2 separate regions of the Mus musculus genome follow, and region 1 is linked to region 2. A link is a contact called in public Hi-C data. All regions are on one chromosome and are shown on one strand. Each heading gives the region's core, a stretch centred on a gene start, on an enhancer-like site or on the middle of the called end of the contact. The rest is flanking DNA. Distances are from core to core; before and after follow the strand shown. Region 1 overlaps Mnd1 (meiotic nuclear divisions 1). Region 2 overlaps Tmem131l (transmembrane 131 like).

Region 1 (5,334 bases), core at 30-2,529, 170 kb after region 2:
TAGGCCAAATCTTATGTGTAATGAAGTAATAAATTTCAAAAATACATGTTTTGACATGCTATATTTATCTACTCAGTTCTCAGTGTCCATGGGTTCTGCATCTGAAGATCCAATTATCCACTATCAAAACTACTTAAAAAACACAACAAAACAAGGCAACCCCCACCACCTGTACTAAACATGTACAGAAGTTTCTCTCAATGCACTCACCCTCTGAATGATACAACATAACAAATGTTTACAGAGCATTTCTGTTGTAGTAGGAATTATAAGTAATCTAGATATTACTTAAAAGATTATTATAAAAACTATAAGCAGCTATTATGCCATCTTGTAGACATGTATTACATTTATATCTAAATATGCATTTTGCATAAATGTATTATACAAAGACATATAATTGGCATTTTAATTTATTTATTATTTGTGTGATATCAGAGAACTTGCAAGAGCCAGGTCTCCTTCCATCCCGAGGGTCCTAGGGATTGAATTTAGGCTGTCAGGCTTGGAAAGCCTTTACCTGGGGAGCCTCACTTGCCCATTTTTTTTTTTTAAAATAACGAACTTGAACATCCAGATTTTAGTATCTCACAAGGTCTAGGAGCCACTCCCGCTGTGGAAACTGAGGTGTGCTTGTCCTCACACATGTGAACAGTATAATAAGCCTAGTTCTCATCCTTTGCTGAAATCTCAAGTGCTTTTCATAGATACTGAATAATTAAATAAAATAAATATGTTGAGTGTAATAATTGTAAGCAGACAGGAACAGATGGTTAACATGGATGAACTCAAAGGTGATGATGCTACCATACATCAGGGGAAAACTCGCACTACTTTTTGGGTAGTTTCATGGCTTGTGCTAACTCATGTAAGTCACAGTTTCTGTCAACATCAGTCATTAAGCAATTATCCTTTAAAGAGTGTTTGAAAAAAAGTTCTAGAGCTCTTTTCAATTTTAAATGATTAACCTTTATAAATATTTAAAGGGATCAGAAATGGCCTCCTGCCATTTTTCTTTCAAGGGGAACAGCATAAGGCTTTTAAATAGCATGAGCCAACAGACAGGTACCCTGTGACATTTCAGGCAGAGGCTTCACCAACTCAGAGATGCCATGGTGCTACAACTGTGTGACTAACGTTTGTGAAATCTGAAAAATAATTTCACACAAAGCTGGCAAAGATTCTCAGATAAATTTAAGGCAAAAGTCAAAGTTCAAATGGCCTGCCTGGAACTGGCCCAAGGCTCCCTGCCTGCCACCCTGCACTTTCTCCTTGTTCTCTAGCTTTGGCTTTGCTGCTGCTGTTGCTGTCTAGACGGTAAGATGCTCTAGAACAGCCCAGCCCATAGAGCCCTGCATGGTGGGGACATCCTAGCTCTACACTCTCCACTACAGGGTCATTAGACACATGTGTGCCATGATGGTAGCTATGACTGAGAAACTGAACTATGCATGACTTAAATATAAATGGGTAAATATAATTAGTAAATGCCACATTGACACAGCTCAGAGAAATAAATTTAAGGCTAAGTAGGATGTAACGGAATGGTCTTTCCTTGCTATCTAAGCCCAGATGATCCATTCTTTGACAGAAGAAAGAGGAAAAGGGAAGGCTAGTGAAGAGAAGAGAAGCAGAGGGAGAACACCCATGTGAGTGCAATGACAGCTCTGCAGGCACTGGATGTGAAGACAGCCTAGACGGCACCAGTGCAGGAACCTCCGCCAAGGTATTCAATGCCTTCGTGCTTCTAGTTCCTCAAATACAGAACTAGTGATAGGAATGGCAGTCACCTCTTAAACTGTTGGCAAACAAACTGCACTTGGAAAGTACCTGACAATGTACCCGGTGTAGCTACTTCTTCAGCAGCATTGCTGTGACTGATCTCTAACAGACAGGGTGAGTACTGTTATAGAAATTATTTAAACCCAGCCCCGCCTTTGCTTATTGAGTTCCCAGATTAAAAAAAAAAAAAACATAAACAGCCTTTATATTTTTAATAAGGCTTAAGCAGCACAAAAGCTGAGCAACTACCAAGCCTCCATGTTATCAGAATCTACTTTCCTACTCATAACCCTGAATTATTACTTACTATTGCTATATTTGATCTGAGCTGCTCTTACCTCCAATTGGCTAGCCTACAGAACCATGTTTTTTTTTTTTATGGCTCATCTAACTCAGGTGGCTTCTCTATCTCCCTCCTGCACCTTCATGGTCAGATTAGACTAATTCTAATTTAGTTACATACAATAAAATGTTTTCAAGGTTATTCACATAGTAAATAGCTAAAAATAATCAATGTTTAACAATTCAGTTATGCTACATATGGATAGATGGTCTTTAAATGTGTCACAGATCCACAGAATATAGCATTTAAAACCATTTCATTATTAAAAGATCTTTTGATTACAAAACAGATCTGCTTCTGACAGTACCCCATTCCACTTCAAAGAAGATGTTAAGCACAAATACTTCCATGAAGTGTTGCTTCATTTGTGACAGCTAGTCACTGGCCAAAAAAAAAAAAAAAAAAAAAAAAAAGCCCTAATTTCATCTACAGATAGAATGCTGTCCAAAAAGGACAAACAGGTGCAGGATAGTCGACTGCTAAGCTCTGCTAAGGCAGGGTAAGCTAGTCATTCATAATTCCTGCTTCAGATGTTCTGGGCCAGAAAGCTGAAGATAGATGTTCGAACACTGTAAGGAACATTGGGGACTGTCCAGGAAGTCATCTGTCTCTGCCAACTGTTTAAATTTTGGAAGCTATGCTCCTGCATACTGCATACCTGCAATATATATTTGAATATATATTCCTTTTTAAATCTCTGACGGGGTTGAAGACTAGTTATAGTCTCATAATTGAATTTATGTTGTTTAGCATTAAAGAAGTTCTAGATTTAAAAGGATGGCTTTCAGATGGTAATATAAGTTAAAAATCAAACATGATTGAGGTACAGAATTATAAACCCTTTAACTTAGGATAGACGATAAAACACTTCATCTAAATTGCCAAATATGATGAACCAGATGTTACAAGTATATATCCTACCTAATAATTTGCATACTTGTCATAGTCGCTGAGAGAACTGAGTCCTTTATTGGACTAAAAGTGGGAATGTTGAGGTTTTGTCTTTTATTGTCTATTGTAATGCTAAGTGCAGCCCCCAAGACCTGCCAACAGCCAATAGCTGGGCAGAAGAGACATAGGTGAGGTTTCAGTTTCCAGGGCTTGAGGTCAGATGAGGAAGAGGAAGAAGAGGAACAAGGTGAAGGTACAGGAGAGAGAAGGAGAAGCTGCCATGGGTTAGATGAGTCATAAAGAGGTAGCCCTGTGGGCTAGCCAAATGGAGTTAAGAGCAGTCAGATGAAATATAGTAAGCAATAATTTGGGGTTCAATAGGAAAGTAGATTCTGATAATATGGAGACTAGGTATCCGCCCAACTTTTGGCTGTTGGCATCTTTATTCACCAATCAGAAATAACGTGGGACAGGGTCACAGGGGCTACATGCAGACTTCAGACTCTTGGGGGCCCACACTTAGTATTACAATAGACAATAAAAGACAAAACCTCAATAGAGTACTTCCTGTCTTAAGACATTCTTAGGAGCCTTTTTGAATTACTATACTCTTCTGCTGGCTGAAAGCTCTGCTGTGGCTTGACAGAAGGCCTCCCTACTCCCAGTTCTACCGTCTACATGGATTGACTCATACTCGGTAGCCTGGCTGACAATTTGCAGACATGCCAATGCCACTACTCATTGTAGGTGCTTCTCTCAGCTACTGCCAGTGTTAAGGAAAAAAAGAAATGGAACAAAGAAGCAGCAACTACTACTATCAACTGCAGAAATAGCAGGTCTGGGTGATGCCAAGAGTTGACCTTCCCTTAAACAGTATACAGAAAATTACTGTCCTCCAATTTCTATCTCTGACTGCTGAAAACTAACATGAAAGAATAAATCTGAAGTAAATGTGGAAGCACATACTCCCTATAAACTGTGACACAGTCCTTTCTGTAGTGCAGAACATTTCCAGATTGCTCCCTTTCACAATCAAGCAACAGGAACAGAGGCTAAGGTGCAGTGTTTAGTAGTCTGTGCTGATATTTAATGTTAAAATATAGAGAATTTATTCAATATTTGTCTTTCTTCTCTTCCCTCCCTTTGTTTCTTTCAGTTACCGTTGTTTTGAACTAGAGTCTCCTTATGCCAGACTTGAACTTCCTATGAGGCTGAGAATGACCTTGAACTTTGGACCTCCTGAGTATTGGGCTTACAGGCAAGCACTACCCCTGGTTTATGCAGTACTGGGGCTTAGCCCATGGTTTTGTACACGCTAAGCAAAAGTTCTACCAACTTAGCTATATTCCCTGTCATTTGTATGTTTGTTTTGAGTCACGTTTCACACCATATTCCAGGCTGGCCTGGAACTCATTATGTCGTCCAGACTCAGCCTTCTAAGTGCTAGGATTATGGGCATGAACCACCACACTTGACTTAAAACATTTTTATAACTCCATTGTTAAAATAAAGAGGAAGCTAGAAAGTACCTGATTCTAAAATACAAAATCTCTGGTAGCACATTAAAGCACATATTGCACTTTTAATAGTGAAACAGGTTGGGCTAGGGACATGTGTAGCCCAGTGGTAGAGTACAAGTACAAAGTTCTAGGTTCCTCTCTGCCCCCATATCCATCTGATCAAGCAGATCTCCTACAGCCTCCACTACCCATACCCCTACCCCCATCCCATCCATATCCCTTTGTCTCAGCCTTCTGCAGGCACTTCCTGGGAACCTGCCTGCCATGTCTGCCAGGAAAGCAGGTAGGCCTTCACTGTCTTTCCTCTCTTCTAAACCCAATAGCCCAGTCTCATGCTCACCTCTGTATGAGACCACCCGCTGTAGCCTCCTCTTCCTCCCTGCCCCCAATTCTAGCAGAACCCACAGATCTTCTCCCTCCCTCACTACTCCCTCCCCACATCCTTTCATTCAAGCCTCCAATCCAGCATGTATTCTCTGGGAACCCAATAAACTGCCAATTCCAGCCTCTCCTCCTTCCCTGCACCTGTTCGGGGCAGGGTGGCTAAGCATATACCAAAGGCACACTCTGCATTCTTCCCTCTGTGAACCCCTATCTGTACCTCCCCACTTCTAGCCCAGCTCCATCTCATGTATCAGCTTCCACTAAGAATACATTCTAACTGGAGCCCCCAGTGGCCATACCTGTCAGGATCTCAGAAGTACTCTCCACCAGGCAACTCACAGCCACCATATTGTTCTCCTAAGAACCAGAGAGGGCAACAGAAACCAAGGAGCAAAACACCCACTCAACAAAGAC
Region 2 (5,493 bases), core at 1,180-3,679:
ATATGTGAACAGGTGTGTACACATACACTCTCACACACGTATCCCACTCGCAAACTGACAAATGATGACAGAAATAAAGTACACACATAAATTGGAAACTATGGTGATGCTCAAAGGTGGCTTTAAAAGCACAGTATGTGGTAACAAAGGGGGCCCACATGAACTAATCCTCAGCCTTCCCACTTCAGTCACTATCCACTGACACACAGCTTGTCCATGAACACTACAGCCATGATGCGGTCTTAGGGACCAGCACGTTTATATATCAGACTACTGAATTGCCAAGTGCATTGCCTAAAGCAAATGCTGTAAATTAACGATGCCACTGGACAGAAAGACATCTGTGTAGCTTCCTGATGTGGCATAGCCATAACAACACAACACCAGCAGGGACTCAGTAGTCTCCGTAAAATAGATGTAAACTTGAGGAACCCCACAGTGTGGGATTTTTCTATAAGACAACCAGCCTAGACTCAAAAGTTCGTCAACATGATAAAAACTGAAGACAGATGTGGCTCTATTCTGTAAGGTACAGAAATAAAACAAGAAGGTATAGCCCTGAATGATCCTGAATTAAAACAAAGGAAAACAGGGTGGGGGTGGGGGTGAGGGTCCTGCAACAGGTATTATAAGGGACTTTTAGTATGAACTGCATATGATAGATTATTGTCCAACTGCTGGCTGAAGTGCTAACGTTACACAAAAGAGTACTCTCCGGTCCTTTCCTAATGGAGTCCTGAGAGCCTCAGTGCGGTGGCTGGAAAGACTTCCCCAATACGGAACTGAGGGCTCCGGGAGGACATTCACTGCTTATTTTCAAACAGCTCAGGAAAAAAAAAAATAATAAGGTCAGTGACCATGCACACATGCATAAACCCAGAAATAATACAGAAAACTGAAAAGTCTTAACAGCTGATGAGCAACTGGCCGAGGAACAGCTGAGGAAGACCCACTGTGACGCGCTGCCAGAGCGTCAGAGGCTTGCCAGCTTGGCCAGTCCCTAACAGTCTGGAGCATACTGGGCTGTGGAGCGGTGACTGCTCCCTGCTGAGCAGGAACGTACCTGCAAGCATCGCCACTTTTATATTTCTTCCATCTTTCATACAGCTTATTTGCAAGTTCAGAATCCATGTCCCAGGTGGACCGATCCAGAGAAAGGCTTCTTTCCCAATTAGGATTTTCTAAAAGTTAGATCAAATTCAAAACTTAGATTTACAACGTACAATTAAGTTAGTAAGTAATGCCAAGGGCTGGCCAAACTTCACAAACTATGAGGACAGTGGAGAGGGTAACATCTGTAGCTCCCCCCCAAGGCCCTGCTAACTCATGACACATGAGAACATCAAATTAAACAAACATGTAAAAAAACAAAACTAAACTAAAGCAAATCATGTGAAGGCAATAACGTAAAAGACACATGGCTCATGATGCAGCCTGAGACAAATCAAAAATATGTGAGCAGCATTTTCAAAATCATGGATCTAAAGTGCACAGCTGCATCCATGGAAACACCGGTGGCCCGCTGCATCTCTCAGGGTACTATGTGGGCCTGAGATGTGGAGGGACAAACAGTGGTTCTCAAAAGCGGGCCCAGGCCAGGGGCTTGGTCCTCTACAACACATCTTCACCAACTGGGCTATGATTACGTCACCTCCATACATCTGCCCTAGCCTGTCTAACTGGGATGCTGGGGAGAAAAAGGGGGTTTTCCCAAAGGCTAAGTTTATGCTATAACTCTCCTTACATCAGAAATCTCAGTAAGTCAAAATACAAAAATAAAAATAAACCAAAACCCAGGAACATCTTCCAACTCAAGTATCCAGGCCTCCGTTCTCATGCCACACCAGGCCCCTGCTGATGCATAGAGACTGCAGATGCAGTTCCCAATGTCTGACTTCTATCAGCTTTCAGAGAAGAATCCCCGATGCCCAGTTTTTCCTGGTGATAAGGCCGTTACGACCAAACAGTATTACTTTGTAATCTCTCACAAAAGCACAAGCTACATAAGAAAAAGAGGACATGCTTGCTTCTCCAAGGACCCCTCCTGAGTCTGGAGGGTGACCAACAATTTCAGGTCATTCTGACTGTCAATGATCACGTTCTCTCAGCATCCAGTATGACGCAATCACTTTAACAGGATTAATTATTAATTCATTCCATCTCCAAACGCTAACTTCTTTGAGTGCTTTCCAGTCCCCCCGAACTGCAGTGCTACAGAGACCCTAAAGCAAACCACTTACCTGTTTTTGACTTTCCCATGAAATAATGCATGCCACAATGTGCTAGCACTTCAAAACCCAGACTCCCTTCCTAGATTGAAAAGTAACATATGAATAACTTACAACACAACACTCAGCATACAAATCCTAAACACTAAGATACAAAGCGGACATTGGCCTCTACCTCAAAGGACTCCCCTTTAACCAGAAGCCAAACAACTAAGAAGCAATTTCTTTATCCCTTTGTCAGCTCTGAGGTGTCTGGGCTGAGCCGCCCAGAGTCACTACCATGCCCTCTGGACAATCATCAGTGTCTACAATAACAACTTACAGTGGCTTCTGTACAACCGTCAGTGACTAGACTACAACCGGTGGACCCACAAGACATCAAGCTACCATGGGAATCAGACGCAGACCATTGCTGGTGGGTCTGGATTCTGCTTGTCTGTAACTCTCCTCTCCTCTTCTAGACAGGCTATGCCAGACTTGCTAACTTGCAGCGGCCTCCTCCAGGTCTGGAGAGTGCTTATGTCCTACTTCCATCTGCTCCTGCCCCACCTCTTTAGTCACTGTTCTTATACGCATCTCTTGATTGGAAATTGGAAATAGATATTTTTTAGGAAATCCCTTCTGCTCAAAATATGACTAAATGAATGACCCTCATACTCTTACTGAATAGGTGTGTCAAGTCCTACCTTAACACCCTCAGCTAAGGGTGAGGCATTTCTAACTGTAAAACATCAACACTAATAAGTGAGGAAAAAAAACCATAAAGATGATTGCATGAATGTCTCATTGTGAAAAATCAGAACTCAGTGTTATACAGAATAGCTTGGCTCAAAGGAAGCAGTAACTAAATGAAAATAAACATTAAGAAAAAATGAGACATGCTTAAAATAATCTAAATAGAACACAATTTGCCCAGATAATTAGGAAGAATTCCCTCATAACCTTTTAGGCTTCAGACTGAACAACTAAGAACCACTTAAATCAATTTAAAACACCTAATAAACTGATTTAAACTGAAGTCCCAATAAACATGTACTACAAGTTCACCTGTACTTTCTATGGTAAGCAAATGCTATTTTCCAGCTTTGGGGACAGGAGACAGGAGCCTCTGCCTGGAGACAGACAGGAGCCTCTGCCTGGAGACAGACAGGAGCCTCTGCCTGGCAACGCAGGCCCCTGGGCTTGCTCCTCAGCAGCACAGAGGAAGGAAACTGATCAATCTTCTGATGATGACGTATTTTATTAAATAATCACTACTTCCTGAGAAAAATAACCTCTCTAAATCAAGATTTCACATCTAAGCAAGTCTACCACGTAAGACTGGCTTGGTAGTATCTTACATTTCTTAGATAGTCTTAAAGAAGAACTTAGCACAGGGGACACAAGGCAACTCTGACTGCTAAATGGCACTACAGTACATGGCATTGGGCACAATACCTTGGTTGGGGCCGAGAAAATCTGCAGAGGTATTGCAAAAATGGCACCTGTGTTTGTAGTCAGAAATACATTGGTGAACAGGTTTAAGACAATGCCTTTAACAGCAAGCTTCAGAGAAAATATATTCCAACAGCCTGGGGGTAGAAATAAAGGGCCTCGGAAACTCAGAACCTGCAAAGAAAAGAAGCAGGAGAAGTTGCTTCCTCGCACTCGCTATGACTAAACTCATGATAGTAGAATGGTAAATTTGCTCTATGGTTTAGAAATTAGAAGTTCCATTTGTTACAGATCAAATATTTATGATTTTAAACAAAGTTTACTTTTCAATAGATAGTATTTTAAATCTCACAGCAGAAATCTTAAAGTACTTTTGTCAAGCCACATATCTTAATCATAAACACTGCTTATTCTGAGAGAAGAAAGTACAGATAGCCACAACTGAACTAAAAGCAACTATAAAATGTTAAAAACAAACTATATTTGCTTTAAAATTTTAAAACCAGAATTAGGTGTTATAGATACTGGTTTCATAGCATGATATTAAACAAAGCTTAAACTAGGCTAAAGGTTGAAGAAAAGGCACTGTGCATACCTTTAAAATGTGCTTGGTCTCCTTGGAAACAAACACATCTTTTAATACAATGCTCTGGTCAAAATGGCTGCGGTACCATATTGACCAGACTCCTGTTGCAGTCTCGTGACTCTCTATGTGAAACTGGGCTGTAGAGGCATCCGTTCTGAAATACCTGTGAAGAAAAGGCATGCATGTGACCAGCCCTGCACGAAGCACAGCTCTCTGTCCTCTGTAGAGCCTCTAACTGAGGACATGAGCGCAGAAAACATCCCTGTTGATAGTCATTACTATCAACAGCATCTCCCTCAGCCTCCTGGCTTGCCCACAGAGCAATGTAGGCAAGGCTGCGGTGACCATGACCAGGGCAAAACTAGGATCCCAATACAACTCAGGAAATACCACAGGAGCAATTTCTTCTGATTACCTGGTTCAAACCTAGCCCCCTCCCCCAGTGAATCATTTAACCTCTCTTCTCCATTTTGATAACTCGAGGAGATGCCAGTCCAGGAAGTCATGCAGTAACAACAGTCACACTTTTAAAGCATTGCTACATAACAATAAAACAGCAACAAAAACAAACAAGTAAACAAACAAAAAAAAAACCCTGTAATAGCAAACTGAAAACTGGGGTTCAGGAGAAGGCAGGTCCCACCTACCCCTGCACCACAGGAGAGGACAGGCAGGCTTGCATTGCTGGGCTAGCTTTTTTTTTCCTCAGGCCCATGATTCCACTGTCACACGAGGTACCTGCTATGGGTACGGAGAAATAAATGTGAAATTAGTATCTTTCTTTTCATTAAACCTGAATAGAAATGAGACAGTTTGTATATTTTAGTTGCCTTTGCTGTGTCCATTAAGCTAGCTTAAGCTAAGCACAGAGACAAACAGCTTCCTTTTTGTTCCCAGTTTTCTTCCTGGCCAGTTGTTAACGGTCATCTGGAATTACAGCAGCTACACCCTTCCCTCCCTTCTTCCTAACCAGCCTCTCAGTTCCTTCAGGGAGTCCTGACTTTGAAGCTTCTCCTTTGAGGCTGTCTTCCATACAGATGCGAGGGAGGGCCTTAGCTCAGTAGGGAGGAGAGAGCAGCCCACTGGGCGGAGTAAAGAAGAGTTTGGGGAGGACTGAGAGAGACTGAGATCCAAACAGCCCAGAGGAACACAAGTGTGCTTACACAAACGCCATTTCCAGGCTGCGTCTGATCCACATCTTGGTATCAAATCACTGCTGCTGATTTCTTAACTCACACTATTCTA

Evidence for each region. A called contact is a pair of places that touch in the nucleus more often than the background predicts.
Region 1: a Hi-C map of liver shows a contact between it and region 2, with 2.6 times the contacts expected there. The contact joins two enhancer-like sites. A contact is called at or near these places in 27 of 484 Hi-C or Micro-C datasets (the AML12 cell line, B cells, CD8 T cells and 20 more), 6 of 115 datasets of contacts at active chromatin or transcription factors (acute myeloid leukemia, bone marrow-derived dendritic cells, embryonic stem cells and 2 more) and 4 of 9 other capture datasets (adipose tissue, embryonic stem cells, liver and 1 more).

What each region holds. Positions count from the first base shown.
Region 1 is chr3:84,105,077-84,110,410 of GRCm38.p6, forward strand. The region is part of intron 5 of Mnd1 (meiotic nuclear divisions 1); the gene reads right to left. Among named protein-coding and RNA genes, the nearest start is that of Gm30458, 46 kb to the left of the region's middle. Within about 2 kb of position 1,280, at least 8 of the 459 cell types and tissues checked have an H3K27ac peak or open chromatin away from gene starts, as enhancers often do. A contact at or near this core is called in liver, where this site is marked.
Region 2 is chr3:83,933,757-83,939,249 of GRCm38.p6, forward strand. Tmem131l (transmembrane 131 like) reads right to left here. Exons shown (of 35, transcript NM_172681.4): 12 at 4,896-4,989; 13 at 4,258-4,411; 14 at 3,666-3,836; 15 at 2,241-2,310; 16 at 1,064-1,181. Among named protein-coding and RNA genes, the nearest start is that of Tlr2, 95 kb to the left of the region's middle. Within about 2 kb of position 2,430, at least 3 of the 459 cell types and tissues checked have an H3K27ac peak or open chromatin away from gene starts, as enhancers often do. A contact at or near this core is called in liver, where this site is marked.